Linked DNA regions of Mus musculus: region 2 is linked to region 1. A link is a contact called in public HiChIP or PLAC-seq data. All regions are on one chromosome and are shown on one strand. The core of a region is the stretch at or near the end of the contact, and the rest is flanking DNA. Distances in the headings are between cores, read along the strand shown.

Region 1 (6,531 bases), core at 3,399-5,898:
TCAATTAGTGATCAAGGGGGAAAGGCCCCTTGTGGGTGGTGCCATCCCTGGGCTGGTAGTCTTGGGTTCTATAAGAGAGCAAGCTGAGCAAGCCAGGGGAGGCAAGCCAGTAAAGAACATCCCTCCATGGCATCTGCATCAGCTCCTGCTTTCTGACCTGCTTGAGTTCCAGTCCTGACTTCCTTTGGTAATGAACAGCAATGTGGAAGTGTAAGCTGAATAAACCCTTTCCTCCCCAACTTGGTTCTTGGTCATGATGTTTGTGCAGGAATAGAAACCCTGACTAAGACACCTCCCTTAAGGCTTAATTCAGATAGCACCACCCATCACCTGGCCAAGGGACCAATGCCATAGAAAGATGCGTTCAGCTTAAGCCATGCTAAGGAGATAGAAAGATATATGAACCTTCTAAGTCTTCTTAGAGTTGTCACCCTTGTGCATTAGCTTACAGAGCTGCTGTCACATGGCTTTGTGAGTCTGTCTTACTCAGAAGAGTAAGCTTCGCAGAAAAACGCAACTTTTTCTTTCTTCTTCCTTTCCTCTTTAGGAGCCTGGTTTCCTTATAGTCTGAAGTTCAATTAAAAATGTTTTAATTTTGTATGTATGGGTGTTGCCTGCATGTATGCGTAGACCATCTTGCATCCTACACCACCTTGCCTATTGCCAAGGGAGGCTTGAAGAATGTGTTGGATCCTCTGGAACTGGAGTAATGGGTTGGGAGCCACCATGTGGGTGCTGGGAATTGAACCTTGGTCCTCGGGAAGAGCAGGCAGTACTATTAACCACTGAGCCATCTTTCCAACCTCTGGAACTCCCTCCCTTCCCACTATGTGGCTGTTTATCTACCATATAGCAGGCCTACATGATGGCTTCACTCAAGCCACATGGCACTTTCTCTTTCTTTGCTCCATCTTCCTCCAACAGGCAGCCTCCAAGATGTATAGCTTGCCTTTCCTGGTAACAATAAAGTTGTCTTCAAGCTATTTTGTACTATCCTTAAATTCCTTTATCAGTGAGACTAACCCCCCTATTTCTTGGTAACAAAGCCTCATGCATGAGATATCTGGTTTAGGTGCTGTATATTTTCAAAGGCAGACTCTAGATAATTTTTCCACATTAACTCTTCAGGTTCTATTTTTTTTTTTACATTAAAAATTCTTTTAAAAGTGTCTCATCTCTCCCCCTATATCTGCATCAGTTTTACAGGTTTCTCATGTATAATTCAACTTATCCAGAAGGAGGCAGCATTTTACTATTCAATTGATGCTTCTGCAGAGGTCCATACAAGGTTTCTCTCTTAAAACCTTTTTTTTTCTTTTCTGTTTTTTAAATAGTCTACTAAATACATATTACCAAAAATCTCCCAGGGCAAAGATTTTTGGACACGTCTAGAGCTTTGCATATTGAGAAAATTATAAAATCCAAATCTTGCTCACATTAAATTTAGCTAACGATATGAATCACATTTGTGGTAGCTGAATTCATTGACCCAGAACTGTCGTTGTGGCAAAGATACTGATCAGAATGATAAAGGATGGAATAGAAGAGGAAGTCAAGTTGAGGGAAAGTGATTCAGTTATTGCTAAATGTGTAGAGAAGACACATTTGCTCAGTAAAAGAGCAACATTTGGGGAAGTATTTGATTCAGTAAGAAGAAAGAATATTAATTTATAGATCGACGAATGTAACTTCCCATTTCTTCTTCTTACGGAGTCACAGCTCTTTTGTACTAATCTAGAAGGTCGTGTAGTGTTGCTGCTCAGTGATTGCTGGCCAACTCATTTCATCCATCAAGGAGATGCCAGTCTTTGAGGCAGGATCTTATTATGTAATCCTGGCTGACCTGACACGATGTAGACCAAGCTGTATTGAAGTTTGTGGGAATCCTTCTGCCTCTACCTTCCAAGTGCTGGGATTACAGACCTATGCCACCACACCTGGCACTATCTGCTTTCAACAATCAGAAGGGAATTGCAACATGCTAGCAAAGATTAAGTTATATGAAGGGGTTGTGGAATGGCTCAGTGGTTAAGGCTATTGTTGCTTAAGCACGAGAACTGGAGTTTGGTTCCCCAAAAGCCACGGGAAAAGCCAGGAGTGTTTTTACCTATAACCCCAGCACGCAGGAGGCCAAGACAAGAAGTCCTGGAGCAAGCTGGCTAATCAGACTAGCCAAAATGGTGAGCTCTGATTCAGCTCTGATTATATTTTCTCAATATAAAAAGTGGAGGGTGGTTGAGGAAGACAGTTAGACATCAACCTTGAGTGGCTACATGCATGTGCATACATGTATTCCTGCACATGGACATCCCCACACATAGGAACATGTGCACACATGCACACACTACTTGCAAGATGGCAGGAGGGACATTTTCTGTCACCTTGCATTTGACACAAGGTCAGTGATAAGAACAGTAACATGTTCTGTAAAAGGAATCCGGAAGAAGCGTTGAGGAGGAGTCTTCCCTACTGGAGGGGAGTCGCCTGTAACTTCCATGGCGCCCGCTGTGACAGTCCTGAGGTCCTGCTTGTCTCCTGCTCAGAGGCATAGTGAAGCTTTTGGTGCTCCTAGTCACAAATTTTCTATTCTTTCACTTTAGGCATGTCATTATTTAAGACCTACAAGTTAGTAAGAACAAAATCATTCCCTCTCCACCTTCCATTCCACTTCATCTTCTCAGAGATCAGAAGACGGAGAGCAGAGGAGAAGAGAGATGTGGAACCTTGCTGCCTACAGAGCACGGAGGCTTGTGTCTAGTGTTCTACTACACAGTTTAGAAAAAAAATTAAAGTCTTTCAAAGTATCAACCCAAAGTATTACCTGAAATGCAACCCACCAGGTTGAGTTAGAACTGGTTAAAGGCAGCACATAAGCAGAGAGAGGGGGTCAAAACAGAGCCTCGAGAAGCCTCGAGGTCACAGTTATTATTTTTAAAATGATTTATTTATAAATACTACATTTATGTATATAGCTAGTTGTCTTAACTGTTTGTATGTAAGTGCACTGTGTGGATTCCTGGTGTCCACAGAGGCCTGGAATTGGTATTACATATGGTTGTACATTTCTGCATGGGTGCTGGGAACTGAACCTGGACTTTGCAAGAAGAACAAGTACTCTTAACCACCGTGCCATCTCTCCAGCTTCCTGGAACTTCTTGCACATGTCAAGGATGAAACCAGAGTCTTCCTATGGTTCTGTTAGGTACAGGTGGCATAAGCTCTCCTCCCATCCCCCAGCCCATTTGCCACTTGCCAGGTACTTTTGGCAGCCGAAGAGGAGGCAGATGTCAAGGACGACCAGAGTCAGCCTGGGCTAAGATAGATCAATTACCCTTGAAGCCCCCAACTTTTCCAAAAAGGAACTTGCTAAATGCCACTGGCAAGATCCACCAACTGCATTGGGGACATCTCTAATAGCACTGGAGTAATTGTCTCCCTTAGTCACATCATCAGAGATATATAACCCCTTCCACATATGACAGCCCTTATCTGTGAAGGAAAAGAGAAGAGCCTTAGAGGAGTTTAAATTGTGATTTGTCTGTGTATGTGTTTGGAAGAGGATATTTAAATAAAGACTAGCCTGGAATTTACGATCTTCCTGCCTCAGCCTCCTGAGTGCTGGGATTACACGTGTGTGCTACCATGCCTTGGCACTGATTGTCTCCTAACTGGCAAGTTAATCCTTCTCTCATCTCATTGGATCCTACTATCTTCAAAGGTGGGAATAGGAGGCTGCATGGGAATTTGTATCATTTATAGAAAGATACATTGTTACTATTTTAGTTGAGGTAATCATTGCTACAATAAAACACCATGGCCAAAAACAACTTGGGGAGGAAAGGGTTTATTTGGCTTACAATTCTCCATCACTGCTTATCCCTGAAGGAAGTAAGGACAGGAACTCAAATAGGGCAGGACCAGAAGACAGGAACTGATGCAGAGGTTATGGAAGAAATGTTGCTTACTGGCTACATCCCCATGGCATGTTCAGCCTGCTTTCTTATAGATCACCAGCCCAAGCTGGATACTACAGGCTGAGCCTTCTCCAGCCATCACTAATTAAGAGAAGACCCCATAGAACTGCCTATAACTTGATCTTATAGATCTGTTCTAAACTGAGGTTCCCCCTTCACGGATGACTTTGACTTGTGTTAAGTTGACATAAACCCAGCCAGCACAGCTGCCATCCTCTGCCATCCTCTTGGTGTACTAGTTACAATGTTTCATAAAATCTTATCATGAGTGTTTTTGTATCTCCATCTCATCATAGTGCCTGGGTGGGAAGAGAAAGAGGCTGAAAACTGGTGTTTGAATGGGAGAAAGGAAGGGGAGATAAAAAGAGACATTTAAGGTGCTGAAGAAGGAAGGAAGGAGTAGTTAGAACAGGGTGTGTGTGCAGAAGGAAGTGGGGGAGGAGAGAACTGAGGACACACTGGGGCAAAGCAGCTTGCTTCCAGCCTTGTCTTTGGAAGAACTAGTGGAGTTAGGAGGCACCTCAGAAAGTCTACTCCAGGTCAGGCCAGGAGACACCTGCCATATCTCCTCAGGAGTCCTCTCAGGGAATCCATCTCCATTCCACCCTTTTGGACTTGCTTTCCCATGTTCATTCTGTGCTTCAGTGTTCCCAAGCTGGCTTCAAGTGGTCACATGAGTCATACTCTAGTCATCCAGGCTACAAGTTGCCAGATTCCCATTATCATGAAGTTTGTTTTGAGTCTAGTTTCTTGTGTTGAAATTGACAACATCCCTGCTGGTTCCACGGGTGAGGAGTTTGTCCCTGGCTCCTCAATACTTTTGTAAATTGAAATTTATTATGAATCAGCCTCTAGTTCTATTGTTTTCTTTCTAGGTGGTATAACACCCATTTCTTTTCTCTTTTCTCATTAATTGTCAGTCCTCCTACATGTTTTAACCACCTTTAGCCTTTCCTGGGATTTGTCACTTCTGGCTTCAGTTAACTAGCAAACACCACAAGTGGCTGGTGTAAGTGTCCATGAGTCAGGCTCTACCTCACCACGTTCCATTTCTTTCTTCAGACAATTTACTTCATTAAACAGAAAGCCAACCTCTAGTTATAATGATTTCAGCCACCTCCCAGTTTATTTGTCTTCAGATTTAGGCCTCACTGCCTTTTGCAATACATTGGCTAGACATCAGTGTTCCAAGCTTGTTTAAACTCTAGGGTTTCAATATCTGCAGAATCGATCAGTGGTGGCTTGAATACTGTGTAGTCATGACTTGCTACGGTTGTGTGTGCACTAAACTTGTGTAGACATTTCTTCATCATTATTCTCTAAAGAATACAGTATAATGGATGACTTCTATTGCATTAGCTATTAGAAGGAACCTGAGGATAATTTAAAGTAGGCAGGAGGAGGTACATAGATTCTGTTCAAACACCACAGCATTTAATGTCTGGGGCTTGAGCATCTGTGGCCTCTGGACTCCACAGGGGTCCTGGAACCCGTCTCCTGTGGCTACTCTGGAATAGCTGTGCTTACAAGTTTGGTTTATTAAAATGTGTAGTGTGTGTATTTACTTAAAATGAGAGCACTTTGAGACCATCATAAATGCCTATTTTGGTTGATTTCTTGCCTAATGAGGCATTATATAAAAAAATGCTGAACATTCCATTCAACCATGTGGGACACACTAGGAATTCTGAAGGATTGAATTTCAGAACTAGGCAGTGGGAAAATGTCATAGAATTATGAGAAGTAGGAAATGGTAAGTTTATATTTTTTTGGGATTTTTTTTTCTATGTGGAGAAGTAGGGGAGACAGTTTCTGAATTTCTCATATGCACTGCCTCTTCTGTCAAATTCTGTAGGTTACCCATATGTAGATTTGAAAGTAGTGGTTTCTCTTTGTTACTTAATTCTATTTTTTTTTCCCCTGAGACGATGTGTCAAAGTGGATCTGGAATTCTGCAGCCTCTGAGTGATGGCATTACAGGCATGCTAAGCCTGGCTTGGAAGTGGTGTCTCTTTCTCTTATTTCCCCTCTCTTTCAAAATTGTGTGTCTGTGTCTGTGTATGTGCATGTACATGCACACGAGTATATGCATGTCACAGTGCATGCATGGAAGTCAAATGACAACTTTGGGCGTTGGTTCTCATCTTCCACTGTGTAGATCCTAGGGATTGGCTTTGGGTCATCAGGCTGGACTGCAAGTGCCTTTACACACTGACCTGTCTTGCCAGCTCCGCAACTCCAAAAGCGCCTTTTAAAGTTTATTTATTTTCATTTTCTGTGTATGAGTGTTTTGCCTGCATGTATGTATATTCTTCATGTGCGTGTCTGTTGCCTACAGATGTCAGAAAAGGGATCAGATCCTCTGGAAGTAGAGGTACAGATGGTTGTAAATCACCATGTGGGTGCTGGGACTTGAACCCAGGTCCTGTGGAGGAATAGCCAGTGCTGGTAACTGCATCTTTCTAGTCTCTGGGTAAATTATTTTGAGGCTATCTTTCTTTTGTTTTCTTTTTTTCACCCCACTCAGGATTTATTTTTTATTTATGTGTATGTCAGC
Region 2 (5,942 bases), core at 2,557-5,056, 72 kb after region 1:
CTGGCACAACTGGTTGTTATCATGTAGAAGAATGCGAATCGATCCATACTTATCTCCTTGTACTAAGGTCAAATCTAAGTGGATCAAGGAACTTCACATAAAACCAGAGACACTGAAACTTATAGAGGAGAAAGTGGGGAAAAGCCTTGAAGATATGGGCACAGGGGAAAAATTCCTGAACAGAACAGCAATGGCTTGTGCTGTAAGATCGAGAATCGACAAATGGGACCTAATGAAACTCCAAAGTTTCTGCAAGGCAAAAGACACTGTCAATAAGACAAAAAGACCACCAACAGATTGGGAAAGGATCTTTACCTATCCTAAATCAGATAGGGGACTAATATCCAACATATATAAAGAACTCAAGAAGGTGGACTTCAGAAAATCAAATAACCCCATTAAAAAATGGGGCTCAGAACTGAACAAAGAATTCTCACCTGAGGAATACCGAATGGCAGAGAAGCACTTGAAAAAATGTTCAACATCCTTAATCATCAGGGAAATGCAAATCAAAACAACCCTGAGATTCCACCTCACACCAGTCAGAATGGCTAAGATCAAAAATTCAGGTGACAGCAGATGCTGGCGAGGATGTGGAGAAAGAGGAACACTCCTCCATTGTTGGTGGGAGTGCAGGCTTGTACAACCACTCTGGAAATCAGTCTGGCGGTTCCTCAGAAAACTGGACATAGTACTACCGGAGGATCCAGCAATACCTCTCCTGGGCATATATCCAGAAGATGCCCCAACAGGTAAGAAGGACACATGCTCCACTATGTTCATAGCAGCCTTATTTATAATAGCCAGAAGCTGGAAAGAACCTAGATGCCCCTCAACAGAGGAATGGATACAGAAAATGTGGTACATCTACACAATGGAGTACTACTCAGCTATTAAAAAGAATGAATTTATGAAATTCCTAGCCAAATGGATGGACCTGGAGGGCATCATCCTGAGTGAGGTAACACATTCACAAAGAAACTCACACAATATGTATTCACTGATAAGTGGATATTAGCCCCAAACCTAGGATACCCAAGATATAAGATATAATTTGCTAAACACATGAAACTCAAGGAGAATGAAGACTGAAGTGTGGACACTATGCCCCTCCTTAGATTTGGGAACAAAACACCCATGGAAGGAGTTACAGAGACGGAGTTTGGAGCTGAGATGAAAGGATGGACCATGTAGAGACTGCCAATACCAGGGATCCACCCCATAATCAGCATCCAAACGCTGACACCATTGCATACACTAGCAAGATTTTATTGAAAGGACGCAGATGTAGCTGTCTCTTGTGAGACTATGCCGGGGCCCAGCAAACACAGAAGTGGATGCTCACAGTCAGCTAATGGATGGATCATAGGGCTCCCAATGGAGGAGCTAGAGAAAGTAGCCAAGGAGCTAAAGGGATCTGCAACCCTATAGGTGGAACAACATTATGAGCTAACCAGTACCCCGGAGCTCTTGACTCTAGCTGCATATATATCAAAAGATGGCCTAGTCGGCCATCACTGGAAAGAGAGGCCCATTGGACTTGCAAACTTTATATGCCCCAGTACAGGGGAATTCCAGGGCCAAAAAGGGGGAGTGGGTGGGCAGGGGAGTGGGGGTGGGTGGATATGGGGGACTTTTGGTATAGCATTGGAAATGTAAATGAGTTAAATACCTAATAAAAAATGGAAAAAAAAAATAAATGCTTATGCCTGCAAAAAAAAAAAAAAAAAAAAAAGAAAGAAAGAAGGTTTTATGTGTGCACGAGCGTGCGCGCGCGCGCGCGCGCGCACACACCCACACACACACCCACACACACACACACGATTGGAAGTACAGAGATAGGTCCATCTGCGTATTTCTCAATTCTGTATAAGTTTCTCCCAAGCTGGCTTTCTGTTAGTCACTAGCTGCCCCAGGGGGTGTGACCTGGGGAATCCCAGCCAGGTTTGAGGAGCTGCATCCACAGACTGTCAAGGTCAGCCTGCCAGCATAGGGCGTAGGTGTGCAGAGAAGGGAAATTACTATTCAGCTCTGCAGAAGCCTGGCGTTTCTCAGGTGTAAACTCAACACCAGCTTAAACCTTAGGCACGGCGGTAAGCTCAGTGGACCCCGTTATACGTGGAAGAGTTCAGTTTTGGAGGAAAAACAGCCACGGAAATCTACCCCAACCCCTTCCTCTTTTTCTTGCCTTGTGTTTCGTCCCCCACCCCTCCACTTCCTCTCCAGCTGTGAACTGACTGGGTAATGGAAGATGACCTTGAACATCTGTCTTCCTGCTTCCACTTCCCAGGTGGTGGGGTGCAGGAGTGTGCTACTGCGCCTTGTGCTGGGATGGAACCTGGGTCATTCACACTGGACACATACTCCACCTACTTTCCAGCCCTTCTCTAGCTTTTTTTTTTTTTTTAAGGTTTTATGCTCTCATTTTTTTTCCCCGTTTACTTACTTAATTATGTTGAATATTTTTCATAACTATTGGGTGAGCCTTTCTCTTTCTTTGTGGCCCCTCCACCTTTTGCTTTACTGCACTTTGAGTAACATTTTAATTTTATCTTTTTTTAAAAAAGCTTTATGTTTCTAGTTTTTGTTCCCCTTCTTATATTTTTAATTTTCTCATTGCTTTAAATTAACATTTTAGGTTAACATGCAAATAAGGGGTTTCTTCATGGCACCATCATACTTATTAATGTTTTTCCTAGATAAATATTTTCCCTTTATTATCCTCCCCCTCCCTTCTTTCTCTTCCTCTTGACAACATTCTTGCCTGTCTTCTGCTTCCCCTCTATTGATTTAACCCCTGTTACACTCTGCATCCTTTCCTTTGCTTCATTAATTTGCTGGTTCTACATTTACCCTATAGACTTTTAACTTCATGATACACTTGACATGAGTTTTGCTATTTTCTGCTCTGTGGTCACTAGTGGGATTATATTGATTTCAAGTATATTTCTCAGTCTCGCTCAGCGTGCGGTGCTGCTGTCACAGTGTTTGTTTTATTTTGTCTAAGTGGTGCTAAAGTTTGAGCCCTCAAGGGAAGGTTGACCATTAACTAGATCCCCACATACAGCCAGGGAAAGCTGAGTCAGCATCCGTCAGAGGTGCCGCACAGCACACTTATTACTGCAGTGTTCCCAACAGCCACACTGTGGAGGCACCCTGGAATGGATGAAGAAAGTGCCATCTAGACACGAAGGAGAAGAAAATTATTTTATTCTCAGAAAAGTGTATATATATACATATTTATATATATATTCTAGCTTTAACAAACCTACAAGCAAACACACACACACACACACACACACCACACACACACACACACAAGGGGGACTACTATTGGGAAAGGAGGAAGATCTAGCTTTAATAAAGCTATATGCACACACACACAGAGGGACAGGGAGAGGGGAACGGGGAGAGGAGGAGGGGGAGGGGGAGGGCGAGAAAACTACTGGGGAGGAGGGAGAGCAACAAAGCCAGAGGAGGTGAAGGGAGGTTAGCTAGGTTAACATGAGCAAGTTACAATGATGGGTATGTTTGAGAATGTCATGATGAGATCCATTATTTTGTATACCAACTAAAAATAGTTAATTTAAAAGTCAGTAAAACATCAGATTTTGTTTTTGAGACAGAATCTCCCAAGGTAGGCCTGGCTGGCCTCTAACTCACAATCCTCCTGCTTTAGTCTTGAAAATGCTGGGACCTTCTAAACTCTGTATTTCAGAAACAATTCCAACTTTCTATCCTGGCTATGCAGCCGCTGACATGACTCACAAACTGCTTAGTCACCCACCTATCTGTCAGTGTGTGTCACACACGGCTGTGTGCTAGGCCGGGACCAATACATGGTTTCCCTTGTAGTTTACTGTCATGGGGGAAGACTCATGTAAATACGCCACATGCAATGCAGACATGTTGGCAGAGACAGAAAGAGCAAAGGGAAGGAGAGTTTATCCAGCCTTAGAGTAGAGGTGTGTGTGTATGTGTGTGTGTGTGTGTATGTGTGTGTGTGTGTATGTGTGTGTATGTGTGTGAGTATGTGTGTATGTGTGTATGTGTGTGTGTGTCTGTGTGTGTGTGTATGTGTGTATGTGTGTGTGTATGTGTGTATATGTGTGTGTGTCTGTGTGTGTGTGTGTGTATGTGTGTGGTGCTGCATAGAGCTGGAAGTCAAAAAATGAGGAGGAAGAATGGGATAGAATTTTAGGACGATCAACTATCTGGGTTGATGAGCACGTGTTTATATCCTTATGGATAATTCAGAGTACCAGAACAACAAGCTGAGGCTCAATTTTATGTAATTATCCCATACACAATAGTCACCAAAGCATATAATATGATCTGTGAAGTTGTGTACTACAGTGTTGTGGGTAATACAATCTGTGAAGGGTATTCAACACTGTTGTGCTGTTTTTGGCACTCAAACAATACTTAGCATAGAAGCCTGTGCTCAAATGTGTGTTGTAGGAGGAAAGAGACAAGACAGGCCCAATGCTGCATAAATCCAAAATGGGTTCTTTCGTTGTGCAGTTCTACAAAATTAAATAGTGAAGTCTCACATTAGTGGACTCTCAAGCTCTTTGTGGGCATATGAACTGGCTCTATTCATGGCATTTGGCATGGAAAGGCATCTGGCCCACAGGAATGGTGTGCACAGAAGGAGAGCCACACCACAGCCCCCAGTTGTCTTTGGTGTCTGAAGCTAACCTCACCACCATGAAGGCCGCTCCACACTGATTGTATTTAGACACCCCTACTGTTTGTTTGTGTGATAGAAAGGGCAGCATGCTCTCATACAGCAAATATTTAGAATCAGTTCTACAGAAGAATCATGATACAATATTATTCAAAAAGGAATTCTCCCATTTTCTTTTAGAATCCAGGGAGACTTCTACTGACAACCACATTCAAATTCTAAATATCAAATGACTCAGAGAGTGACTCTGTTGGGGATTATTCAGATTTATGGAGGATGTGAGTGCCAAAATTCTGAGCTTTTCCTTCTTTCTCCTCTCCCCCCGCCCCCCCCCCCCTTTTTTTTTTTGCAAGAACTAAGTCACCTCACATGCTTTAGGCGGCAAGAGTGAGTGAGAGCCATGACCTACTTCTCCTTCTTAAAAAAAAAAAAAAAAAAAAAAAAAAGTGGCAGGCTGTAAGTCCTGACAGCCCCAGGGAAGCCTTCTGCCTTCTTTTACTGTTACAGGTCCTGCGGTTCCAAGACTCACTGGCAGCTGTAAAGAGGCTTTGCATCGTTTTCCAGAAGTCAGTTACGTTTGGCTACATCTTCTTGCTCAACCTCTGTTCTCTCATTAACTGGAGTAATGGGTTCTGTGGGGTCAGCAGACAGGTCTCAGAGGGTTTCTGAGTTATTTCTGGGATTTGGAAATCATCTGCTTTGTACCTTTGTAAGATGACTATTAGAACTGAGTCAGCTATTGGACTGCAAATAGTTTCTGTTGTAATCATTGGGCCACATGGAACAATTACCCACTGATTACCACATCAAAGTTCCCGCTCTTGTAAAACAAGTCAGAGAAAAAGATCACAGCTAAACAATTAAACTTCCTTTGTCTTTACTGCACACTAGAACATTGTGGAATAATTGTTATAGGGGTTTCTAAAATTCCATGTTTTAATTTGGACCGGCTTTAGAGGTTGAAATTTCAATTTCTGAAATCAGCTTATCTTGAAGAAAATACCAGATCTACCAGTAGGACGTATGTGAGGTGACAATACAAGCTAGTTCATGACTGTTGGCTTCTGAAATAGCAGTAGAGCCTTAGTCTGGACATTCTAAGAAATACTTTATATTTCTGAATTTCTTTCCTGATGGCTAATTTACTTATGATTTGTTCCTTATTTATGGAGAGGCTGGATAGCAGTTAAAAAATATTGGAACACAGACTATATGTGGACAATTACTGTATTATTAGTTAGTCCCTGTGGGA

What was found. HiChIP or PLAC-seq counts read pairs in DNA pulled down with a chosen protein or histone mark.
Region 2: a contact with region 1 is called in a CTCF HiChIP or PLAC-seq map of the NIH/3T3 cell line, with 22 read pairs. The contact joins two enhancer-like sites. A contact is called at or near these places in 8 of 39 promoter capture datasets (the 3T3-L1 cell line, cranial neural crest, hippocampal neurons and 4 more), 1 of 15 datasets of contacts at CTCF or cohesin (the NIH/3T3 cell line), 5 of 484 Hi-C or Micro-C datasets (cortical neurons, embryonic fibroblasts, muscle stem cells and 2 more) and 1 of 115 datasets of contacts at active chromatin or transcription factors (fibro-adipogenic progenitors).

Annotation. Positions count from the first base shown.
Region 1 is chr3:66,003,168-66,009,698 of GRCm38.p6, forward strand. No RefSeq gene overlaps it. Among named protein-coding and RNA genes, the nearest start is that of Ccnl1, 48 kb to the left of the region's middle. Within about 2 kb of position 4,649, at least 42 of the 459 cell types and tissues checked have an H3K27ac peak or open chromatin away from gene starts, as enhancers often do. A contact at or near this core is called in the NIH/3T3 cell line, embryonic fibroblasts, fibro-adipogenic progenitors and 2 more, where this site is marked.
Region 2 is chr3:66,076,270-66,082,211 of GRCm38.p6, forward strand. All of the region lies in intron 12 of Veph1 (ventricular zone expressed PH domain-containing 1), which reads right to left. Among named protein-coding and RNA genes, the nearest start is that of Ccnl1, 120 kb to the left of the region's middle. Within about 2 kb of position 3,807, at least 81 of the 459 cell types and tissues checked have an H3K27ac peak or open chromatin away from gene starts, as enhancers often do. A contact at or near this core is called in the NIH/3T3 cell line, embryonic fibroblasts, fibro-adipogenic progenitors and 2 more, where this site is marked.